3 separate regions of the Pan troglodytes genome follow, and all the other regions are linked to region 2. Evidence: chromatin contacts called from public Hi-C and HiChIP or PLAC-seq data. All regions are on one chromosome and are shown on one strand. The core of a region is the stretch at or near the end of the contact, and the rest is flanking DNA. Distances in the headings are between cores, read along the strand shown. Region 1 holds the start of PTK6 (protein tyrosine kinase 6). Region 2 holds the start of ZGPAT (zinc finger CCCH-type and G-patch domain containing). Region 3 overlaps UCKL1 (uridine-cytidine kinase 1 like 1).

What was found. A called contact is a pair of places that touch in the nucleus more often than the background predicts. HiChIP or PLAC-seq counts read pairs in DNA pulled down with a chosen protein or histone mark.
Region 1: a contact with region 2 is called in an H3K4me3 HiChIP or PLAC-seq map of stem cell-derived excitatory neurons, with 4 times the contacts expected there. The contact joins the promoter of PTK6 here to the promoter of ZGPAT in region 2. A contact is called at or near these places in 2 of 7 Hi-C or Micro-C datasets (induced pluripotent stem cells and stem cell-derived neural progenitor cells) and 1 of 1 datasets of contacts at active chromatin or transcription factors (stem cell-derived excitatory neurons).
Region 3: a Hi-C map of induced pluripotent stem cells shows a contact between it and region 2, with 1.7 times the contacts expected there. The contact joins the enhancer-like site here to the promoter of ZGPAT in region 2. A contact is called at or near these places in 1 of 7 Hi-C or Micro-C datasets (induced pluripotent stem cells) and 1 of 1 datasets of contacts at active chromatin or transcription factors (stem cell-derived excitatory neurons).

The regions. Positions count from the first base shown.
Region 1 is chr21:69,875,070-69,877,769 of NHGRI_mPanTro3-v2.0_pri, reverse strand. PTK6 (protein tyrosine kinase 6) reads left to right here and starts at 1,374. Exons shown (of 8, transcript XM_016938334.4): 1 at 1,374-2,601. The coding sequence starts at 2,174. SRMS (src-related kinase lacking C-terminal regulatory tyrosine and N-terminal myristylation sites) reads left to right here. Exons shown (of 8, transcript XM_024352155.2): 8 at 1-1,255.
Region 2 is chr21:70,046,267-70,048,966 of NHGRI_mPanTro3-v2.0_pri, reverse strand. It overlaps ZGPAT (zinc finger CCCH-type and G-patch domain containing), which reads right to left and starts at 1,295. Exons shown (of 7, transcript XM_525387.8): 1 at 1,089-1,295; 2 at 1-101. The coding sequence starts at 73. ARFRP1 (ADP ribosylation factor related protein 1) reads left to right here and starts at 627. Exons shown (of 8, transcript XM_009437655.3): 1 at 627-781; 2 at 1,551-1,649; 3 at 1,910-1,997; 4 at 2,211-2,293. The coding sequence starts at 1,557.
Region 3 is chr21:70,284,016-70,286,715 of NHGRI_mPanTro3-v2.0_pri, reverse strand. It overlaps UCKL1 (uridine-cytidine kinase 1 like 1), which reads left to right. Exons shown (of 15, transcript NM_001280371.1): 8 at 26-42; 9 at 2,237-2,335; 10 at 2,402-2,495; 11 at 2,589-2,651. Among named protein-coding and RNA genes, the nearest start is that of UCKL1, 19 kb to the left of the region's middle. Within about 2 kb of position 1,290, at least 7 of the 24 cell types and tissues checked have an H3K27ac peak or open chromatin away from gene starts, as enhancers often do. A contact at or near this core is called in induced pluripotent stem cells, where this site is marked.

The DNA of each region.
Region 1 (2,700 bases), core at 125-2,624, 170 kb after region 2:
TCAGGGAAGCTTCTGCTCAGGTCTTCGTGAAACACGTCAAGAAGCAAGGGGGCCGGCGGGGTCTGTTTGTGGCCCCCGGAGACCCTGCCCCCCACCCTCCTGGGAGCCCAGGTTGGCAGCTGTGCCCAGAAGGCTTTCGGGGATGGAAAGTTTGGAGACAAGTTCAGGCCTGACTGAGTCCTTGTCCCCTAGAGTTGGGGTCAGCTCTGTACCTGCTGAGCCGAAGTGCTGATGGCCGCCGTCCACAGGCCCCGGCCAAAGGCTGGCTCAGGAGGAAGCTAAGAGATGAGACTCCCGTGTGCAGAGACAGGTGGCCCCGGGGAGGGAAGAGGCCACTCGGAGGCTCCGAGAACGGAGGCAGCGCAGGGGCTTCCTGGGGCCTGTGCATAGAAGGAGCAAGGCCAAGCGGAGGGAAGCAGCAGGAACCAGGACCCCTGCAGATGGTGGAGGCAAGAGGCTTTATCTGAGCCTTTGGGACCCTGGCCACCTGCCCAGCTCCATCTGCATGGGAGAACCTAGGGGAGGGGCTGGCTCTGGTACCTGGGCCCACTGAGGCCTTGAGCTGAGCTTCCGGTTCTGGCAGGTCCCCAGCACAGCAGCCTGGGGGCTCCTCTGGCACAGACGGCCTCGCCCTCTGTGCTTTCTGCAGCCGCCACTGGGGTTAAGGGAACCAGGTGTGTCTGTGGCACCTGTGCCCTCCTAGGCATCTCGCCAGCCACCAGCTGAACAGGTTTGGTGCTCCTGGGTATCTGGGAGGGGCCGGGGACGTTCCTGCCTCCTGGTGTGGCTTAGACTGAACGTCCTGCACGTCCGAACTCAGGGATACTCGAGGCTTCCTGGACATAGACTCACGGGCCCAGAGTCCCAGGCTCGAGTACACCGGGGCGGTGTCAGAGCTGGTGGGCTCTGAGGGACGCTGCCCGGCCAGATGCCCCGGCGCCCTCCTTCCGCATTCCCCACCCCCCACCCCTCCCCCTGCATCCTCCCCGACCGACCCCAGACAGAGCTGGGAGGGCCAGAGGGACACTGCCCAGGCCGGCACCCCGCTGCCCCTCCCCACCTTGGTCAGTGCTGAGCTGGGCTGCCCAGAAATCTATGAACCTGTTAAATAACCCAGATTATTGTTCTTAATCTCAAAACAATGAGTGGAAGGTGCCATTATTTCTCTTTGCAATAAAAATAAAAGTTCAAATACGCAGTTTAGGGACTTTCCCTACCACTCCTTGCAGACTTTGAGTTTCCCTTCCCACCCCTTCCTGCCCCCTTGTGGCTGCCAGTCCAGGTCCCTGGGTTGGAGCTCCCGGGTGGACACAGTAGAGTCAGTGGGAGGGTGGGGCGGGGAGGGGCCTTCAGGGAGGGGGTGTCCCGAGTCTCAGGGGCTGGGGGGCAGGTGGCCGTCGGGTGCAGGTGGGGGTCACGGCAGGGCTCACTCAGGCATGAGTCGGGAGAAGGGAGGCCAGCTGGAAGGGGGCAGGGGTCCTGCGGGCTGGGCAGGAGGAGGCAGAGGCTGCAGGCAGGAGGGGCTGCCTGGGAGGGACCTGTGGCCTTGGGCCCCAGCGCCGTGGGCGCTTCCAGGCCGCACTCACGGTCCTTGCCTGCCCCCTGGCGTCCGTGTGGAGGAAGGCAGTGCCCGTTTCTTCAACCGCGGGTGCCCCTGGCTCTGCCTCCCCGGGGATCCCCCAAAACCCTCGGGCCCTCCTCTTCCAGGAAGTCCTCCGGGCTGACCCACACAGCTGTCGCTGCCCTGATTCCACTCCCTCTTCCCTGCTTGGCCCTTACCCGAGGGCGGGCCTGCCCATGAGGCCGCTCTCAGGACGCCTGCCCACAGCAGCTCCTGACATTGGGCCCTGCGCTCAGGGGTGGAGTCTGGGGCTGGGTGAGGGCACCGACGGGTGGAGGGGAAGCTTCCGGAAGCGGGGAGAGAGGCGGCCCCCACCTGTGCCCCCGCAGCTCTGACGGTTGGGAAGGCAGCGCCTGCAGCCCTCACCTTCCTGCCCTCAGGCTGCGAGGCTTGTTCCCAGGGGGCCGTTGGCTTCCCTGAGTGCCTGAGTGTCCATAAGTTGGACCCCCGAGAAGCCCCAACCGGGGGTCCTCCTCCCCCTCTCCTGCGCTCAGGCCGGCCCTGGCGGTGCTTCCCCAGTGGGTTCCCATAGTTCGGGCGCTAAGTGCTCGGATGGGCCCCAGTGGGCCTGAGAACTTGTGGGGCCGGCTGGGCCCTCAGGAGGAGCCGGGGTGCTCTCGAGCGCCTGTGGGTGCTGGGTGTGGCTGCTTCCCGGCCTGTCATGAGGAAGTGGGACGGCCCGCCTGCCACGCCCAGCTCTGGGTGCTCCAGCTGGGCTATAGCCTGGTCCTGCCGCTGCGCCCGCCTGCCATGGTGTCCCGGGACCAGGCTCACCTGGGCCCCAAGTATGTGGGCCTCTGGGACTTCAAGTCCCGGACGGACGAGGAGCTGAGCTTCCGCGCTGGGGACGTCTTCCATGTGGCCAGGAAGGAGGAGCAGTGGTGGTGGGCCACGCTGCTGGACGAGGCGGGTAGGGCCGTGGCCCAGGGCTATGTGCCCCACAACTACCTGGCCGAGAGGGAGACGGTGGAGTCGGAACCGTGCGTGTCCTAGGCTGCTGGGAGCTTTGGCACAGGCCACCCTCTAGGCACAGGGGAGGGACAGGGCTCTGGGCTGCTCAGGGAGGCCCAAGAAGGTGG
Region 2 (2,700 bases), core at 46-2,545:
CCAAGGCCAGCTCCACCTGCTGCAGCTGCGCACGGTAGGTCTGCAAGGCCGACTCCAGGCTCTCCTCGTCCATGCTGAGAGAGGGAGGCGCTGGACCAGGGCTGCAAGAAGAGAAGCCAGCTGAGCACCGCGTCTCGGGACCGACCCCACAGCCTGAGGACGGGCACGGGCACGTCCCCTTTCCCTCGGGGAGACACCGGCTCAGAGGCACAGCTCCCAGCGCAGAGGTCGCAGCCCGGGTACCCCCGCTCAGGCTCCGCGCTTCCCTTCCGAGCCGCCGTGGGCTCGCCGCTAGCCGGGTCCCGCGTCACTCCGGAGCCCCCTCCCCGCGGGGCGCCCCGCCGCCTGACCCTCCGCCGAGCCCACCCGCCGCGCCCGCCGCCTTCCAGGCCGGCCGCGCCCCCCCGCCCGGCGTCTCTTCTGTCTGGCCAGGGCCGCGTCCCCGCAAACCGCGGCCCCCTGGTCCCCGGCCGGGCACCTCCTCCGCGCGGTTTCCCAGCCGCAGCCACAGAGAGCCCGCCGGCCTCACCGGCTAGAGCGGCCCGGCGCCCCCTTTTCGCCCCAGCAGCCGATCGGCACTTCCTCCCGAGCGCCGCCGCTTCCGGAAGTGCTTGGCGCGCGGGGGCAGCCGGGAAGCGGAGCGCGGAGGCCGCTGGGACGCGGTTCAGCTCATTCCCTGAGGCCGGCCCGCGTCCCGTCAGGCGCCGCGCGGGGTTAGCGCGGGGTCAGCGGAGGTCAGCGGGGGTCAGCAGCGGCGGCTCCGAGGGCGCGGCGGACGCAGGTAGGCCGCAGGCTGTGCGGTGAGGCGCGAGGCCCGAGGGGCGGCCCAGGACTCGAGGTGGGACGCGGGTGTGACAGGAGCCAGCTTTGGCTGCTTGTCGGGGAGCCTCAAACCTGGCGGCGGCGGCATGGGGCGGACGTAGCCGGGGGCCGCGACCCAGGTTCTTCCTTCGCAGTCGTTCCCTGCCAGCCGCGCGCCGCCTCCAGGTGCACTCCAGGAGCAGCCGGGCCGCTGCTCACCCGCCCTGTAGTCCGCTCCCCCCAGGGCCGTCCCCGTTTTAAGAAATGGGGTGATGGGGCGTCCCTACCCGGCGCCTGCAGGGGCTCCTGGGGAGCGCGCCGGTGGCTCGCTGCTCCCGGGTGGGGCGCGGGGCTGACGCTCGAGGGTGCTGTGGCCCAGGCGGGGCTGCAGCGAGTGTGTTCCCCGTTCCGCGCGCGTGAAGCGTGGGAGCGAAGCCTCGGGCGAGGGCGGGAGCGCGGCTGAGCTCACTGTGAACACCTGGCTGGGTAGTCCCGCGAGCAGGGGAGGGGCCGGAACCGATGTGTATTCGGAGAGGTCGCAGTCATCGCTGTGAGCAGGACACAGTGGCGGCTGACCTGGGAGAAGTTACAGAGGGATGGGGTGGGAGAGGGACGAGGAGTCGGGAATGGCCCCCAGGCTCTCGTCCTGAGCGGTCGGCTGGACGTGGGGCGCCACTGACCACCGTGGAGAAGCCCGGGGGAGGGGAGGTGCTTTCTGGCTGCACACTGACATATGTTGGGGTGCCCAGGGCAGGATGTACACGCTGCTGTCGGGCTTGTACAAGTACATGTTTCAGAAGGACGAGTACTGCATCCTGATCCTGGGCCTGGACAATGCTGGGAAGACGGTGAGTGCCCACGCCCTTGCGCGCACCTTTCCCACGGCCTGGCGGCGCCCCCTTCGGTGTTGTGCTGTCAGCTGCACGTTCACTACCCAGACAGAAGCCAAATTTCACCTGAGACGGCAGGATAGTCACCACCAGCTTCCTGAAGAGCAGAGTGTTGCTCTGTTTCTGTTTCTGTCTTTTAAAGAACAGACCTGAGTAAGGATATTTGGAAGCCAGTATAGCCCCTACTTGATGTGTTTCGCCTCTCCCTCTCTCCTCAGACCTTCCTGGAGCAGTCGAAAACCCGATTTAACAAGAACTACAAGGGGATGAGTCTATCCAAAATCACCACCACCGTGGGCCTAAACAGTAAGGCGTCTAAACAGCAGGGCTGTGGGTTTGGGGCCTTGAGGATGCCGTGATGTTCACAGTCCAGCTGGCCCGTGGCCACAGCCCTGTCGGGCCCCTCTCAAGTCTCATTTGAGTGGCACCGGCATGCTTTGCCCCATCCCCTGGGAGAGCTGGGACTGGGTGTGTCGAGGACCAAGGTCATGAGCCTTGCCTGTTTCCTCCTCTCCCCAGTCGGCACTGTGGATGTGGGAAAGGCTCGGCTCATGTTCTGGGACTTAGGAGGGCAGGAAGAGCTGCAGTCTTTGTGGGACAAGGTAAGACTCCCTGGCCAGGACCACCCCCACCCCAGCCCTCCAGTGCCACTTCTTTCCAGAGTGCACCCTTTGGGCCCTTCCTCAGCAGCTTTCCTTACCCACTCTGTCCCTCGGGTTTTCTCTCTGGTCCCATCCCAGGTTCCCGAGTGGCTCCCTGTTTTGTCCCAGCTGAACCCTTAGCTGAAGTTGCCCCAAAAGTGGTGGTAGGGGAGTTTCCCACTTGGGAGTTCCCTGCGATGGGGCCAGTGGAGATTCCAGGGAAAGAATCACTAAATGCCAAGGCGATCAGATCAGAGCATGTATTAGGGGAACCTGTTGACAGAGTGCGGCATCCTCAGGTGACCAGTGAGAGAAGGGCATGTTCACTGGTCATGCCTGAAGCCGGGGGGAACTGGGTTCAGGGCTGG
Region 3 (2,700 bases), core at 41-2,540, 240 kb before region 2:
GTGTCTTCCTGTGTTGCTGCCACAGCGTGAACTCAGCGTCAGGTAAGACTTGCACAGCTGTCTGCACAGATGGAGGCACTTCCAACACCTCCAAGGAGCTCTGGGGTCTGGGCTGTGAAGCCAGGCAGCTGGCTCTTCCCCAGTCAGAAGGGGTGGTGTGGAGTGGTCCCAGCCCTGCTTCTGCCTCCGCTTGCTGGCAGATGAGGACACTGAGGCACAGAGATGTGAAGTAGCTTGCCCAGCATCACGGAGTCCTGACCCTGTCCTGGCCAGACTTTGCTGGAGGCTCCCCTGACTCCTGAGTCTGTCTATGGGATTTGACCCCAGAGAGCACAGCTGTCCTCCTGAGCCAGCACTGCCAGGCCTCTGGGGCAGTGACTACAGACATGTCCCAGCAGCCAGGGAGCCTGCTGTACCTCCTGTGCCCAGCCTCACGGACCAGTCAGCTTTCCCTGGTTGCAGGTGGAGGGCCTCGCGCCTGTCCTCCCACCCACCCGGGTCCTGCTTGCCCCAGCTCTGTCCTCGCAGCCCGCACAGCTCTGCCAGCAGGAACTGGGCAACTGCAGCAAGAAGCTTGGGCTGGGCCGGGGCCGCATCCCACTGCCCCTCCCCAAGGGCAGGCGTGCAGGGGGTTAGCCATGAGGGACCTGCCCTTCTCCCTGCCTTCTGTGGGTTGGGAGGCTCCTGACTGAGCCACCTGGAGGGAGAGCCCTCACATTCAGAGCCCTCCAAAGAGTTTGACAAATGTTGGAAATGCCTCCAGGGCCCGTCCGCCAGCCGTCCAGCTTCCAGTGCCTGCATGAGTCTCCGCTTGGCCCTCTCTGCGGCCAGGGAACCCGCAGGTCTTGTCCCGTCAGGTTCCTCCTGAAGCTTTTGTTCTGAGAGGAAAAACTTTCCAGGGTTTCAAACTTGGAAAAACACCTGAACGCAGCCAGACACATTTTCCGTCGTCTGGTCAGCCAAGGAAGTGTTGGCCTGTGGCTGCACTCACTTCCTTCAGCCCCAGGAAGCCTTGGTCGGGGGCAGGAGGGAGGGCCAGGCAGGGCTGGGGGCCTGGCCGCCCACACTCCTCCTCAGGCCTGCGGGGAACGCCCTGCTCCCCAACTAAGCAGCCTTCTCTTTGTTCTCTTCCTTCTCTCTGTAAACCCCCGTTTCCTGCCTTGTTCCCTCCCTGAACATGCTCTTCACCTGGCAAGCAGAGGAAGCTACGTTGGGATATGTGAGCAGTGTGCTCCGTGGTGCTGCTGTGTGACCCGCCTTCCCGTAGCCCCTTGCCCCGCTGCTCCCGCTAGGCCCTCTTTCCTGCTCCTGCCCCGCCTTTCCCTGCCACTGTCACGCCTCTTTTCTGCCCTGCCACACCCCATTCCCGGCCCCGCCTCTTTCCCTGCCACTGTCACGCCTCTTTTCTGCCCTGCCACACCCCATTCCCGGCCCCGCCTCTTTCCCTGCCACTGTCACGCCTCTTTTCTGCCCTGCCACACCCAATTCCGTGCCCTGCCTCTTTCCTTCCCCTGCCACACCCAATTCTGTGCCCTGTCGCTTTCCTCTTCCTGCCCCCGCATCACCCCCTTTCCTGCCCCGCCCCATTCCCTGCCCCTGTCATGCCCCTTTCCGGCTTTGCCTCCTCCCGGTCCCACCTCTTTCTTGCCTCCGCCCCGCTCTTTTCCTGCCCGCTCCTAGACCTGCTGCTGCCCCGGCCATCCCCAGGCTTGGGCAGCGGGGCGGGACGGGGCAGCCAAGAGACACTGAGCCAGCTTTGCCCCCCACCCCCCTCTCTTGAGAGGGGCCGCGCACCACCTCGGGGAGGAGCCAGGGCGGGGCCTGACCCCACAAAGCTTTAGTTCCCCCGGGGAGAGGCTGGGGACAAGCTACCCATTCTGGGGTATGACACCTATCAGCACGTGTGAGCCCGCCCTGTGCCCGGCCCACTTCTGCCTCCTCTTAGCGCAGGAGGGGTCCCGCACTGGGAGGGGCCCTCACAGCCTGCCCCCCTAGCTTTCTGCCTGATGGTGAGCTTGCCCCGTCGTTCGCCGCCATCTTTCGCCTTTGCCTGACAGCTCAGGTAGGGCGACGTCTCCCCCCAGCTCAGCCCCAGGCAGAAGTCAGGCCCGCTCTGCACCTCGTGCTGTGCCTGGCCCGTGTGTTCCCCTCACAGTGACGCACAGCCGTCCTGTGGGGAGGGAGGGCTCTGGGAAAAGACCCCCTTCTTGAGTGTTCCCCATCGGTTTGTCCCCAGGGCTGCGCTGGCCTCGGCACACCAGTGCCACCCGCTGCCCCGGACGCTGAGCGTCCTGAAGAGCACGCCGCAGGTACGGGGCATGCACACCATCATCAGGTGAGGGCCCACCTGGGGACGGGGCGGCCCCGGGCGCGCGCTCCCGCTCAACTGTTGGCCCCACAGGGACAAGGAGACCAGTCGCGACGAGTTCATCTTCTACTCCAAGAGACTCATGCGGCTGCTCATCGAGCACGCGCTCTCCTTCCTGCCCTTTCAGGTTTGTAGCCCGTAGCCCGCGAGGTGGAGGGTGGGTCCTGGAGCCGGTGCGAGCTCTGTGCGCTCACCGGAGTCCTCACCCTGCACCCCACAGGACTGCGTCGTGCAGACCCCGCAGGGGCAGGACTATGCGGGCAAGTGCTATGCGGGGAAGCAGGTACCTGCCTGGGCACACCTGGGCGCGGGACAGGCTGCTGGGGCGGGAT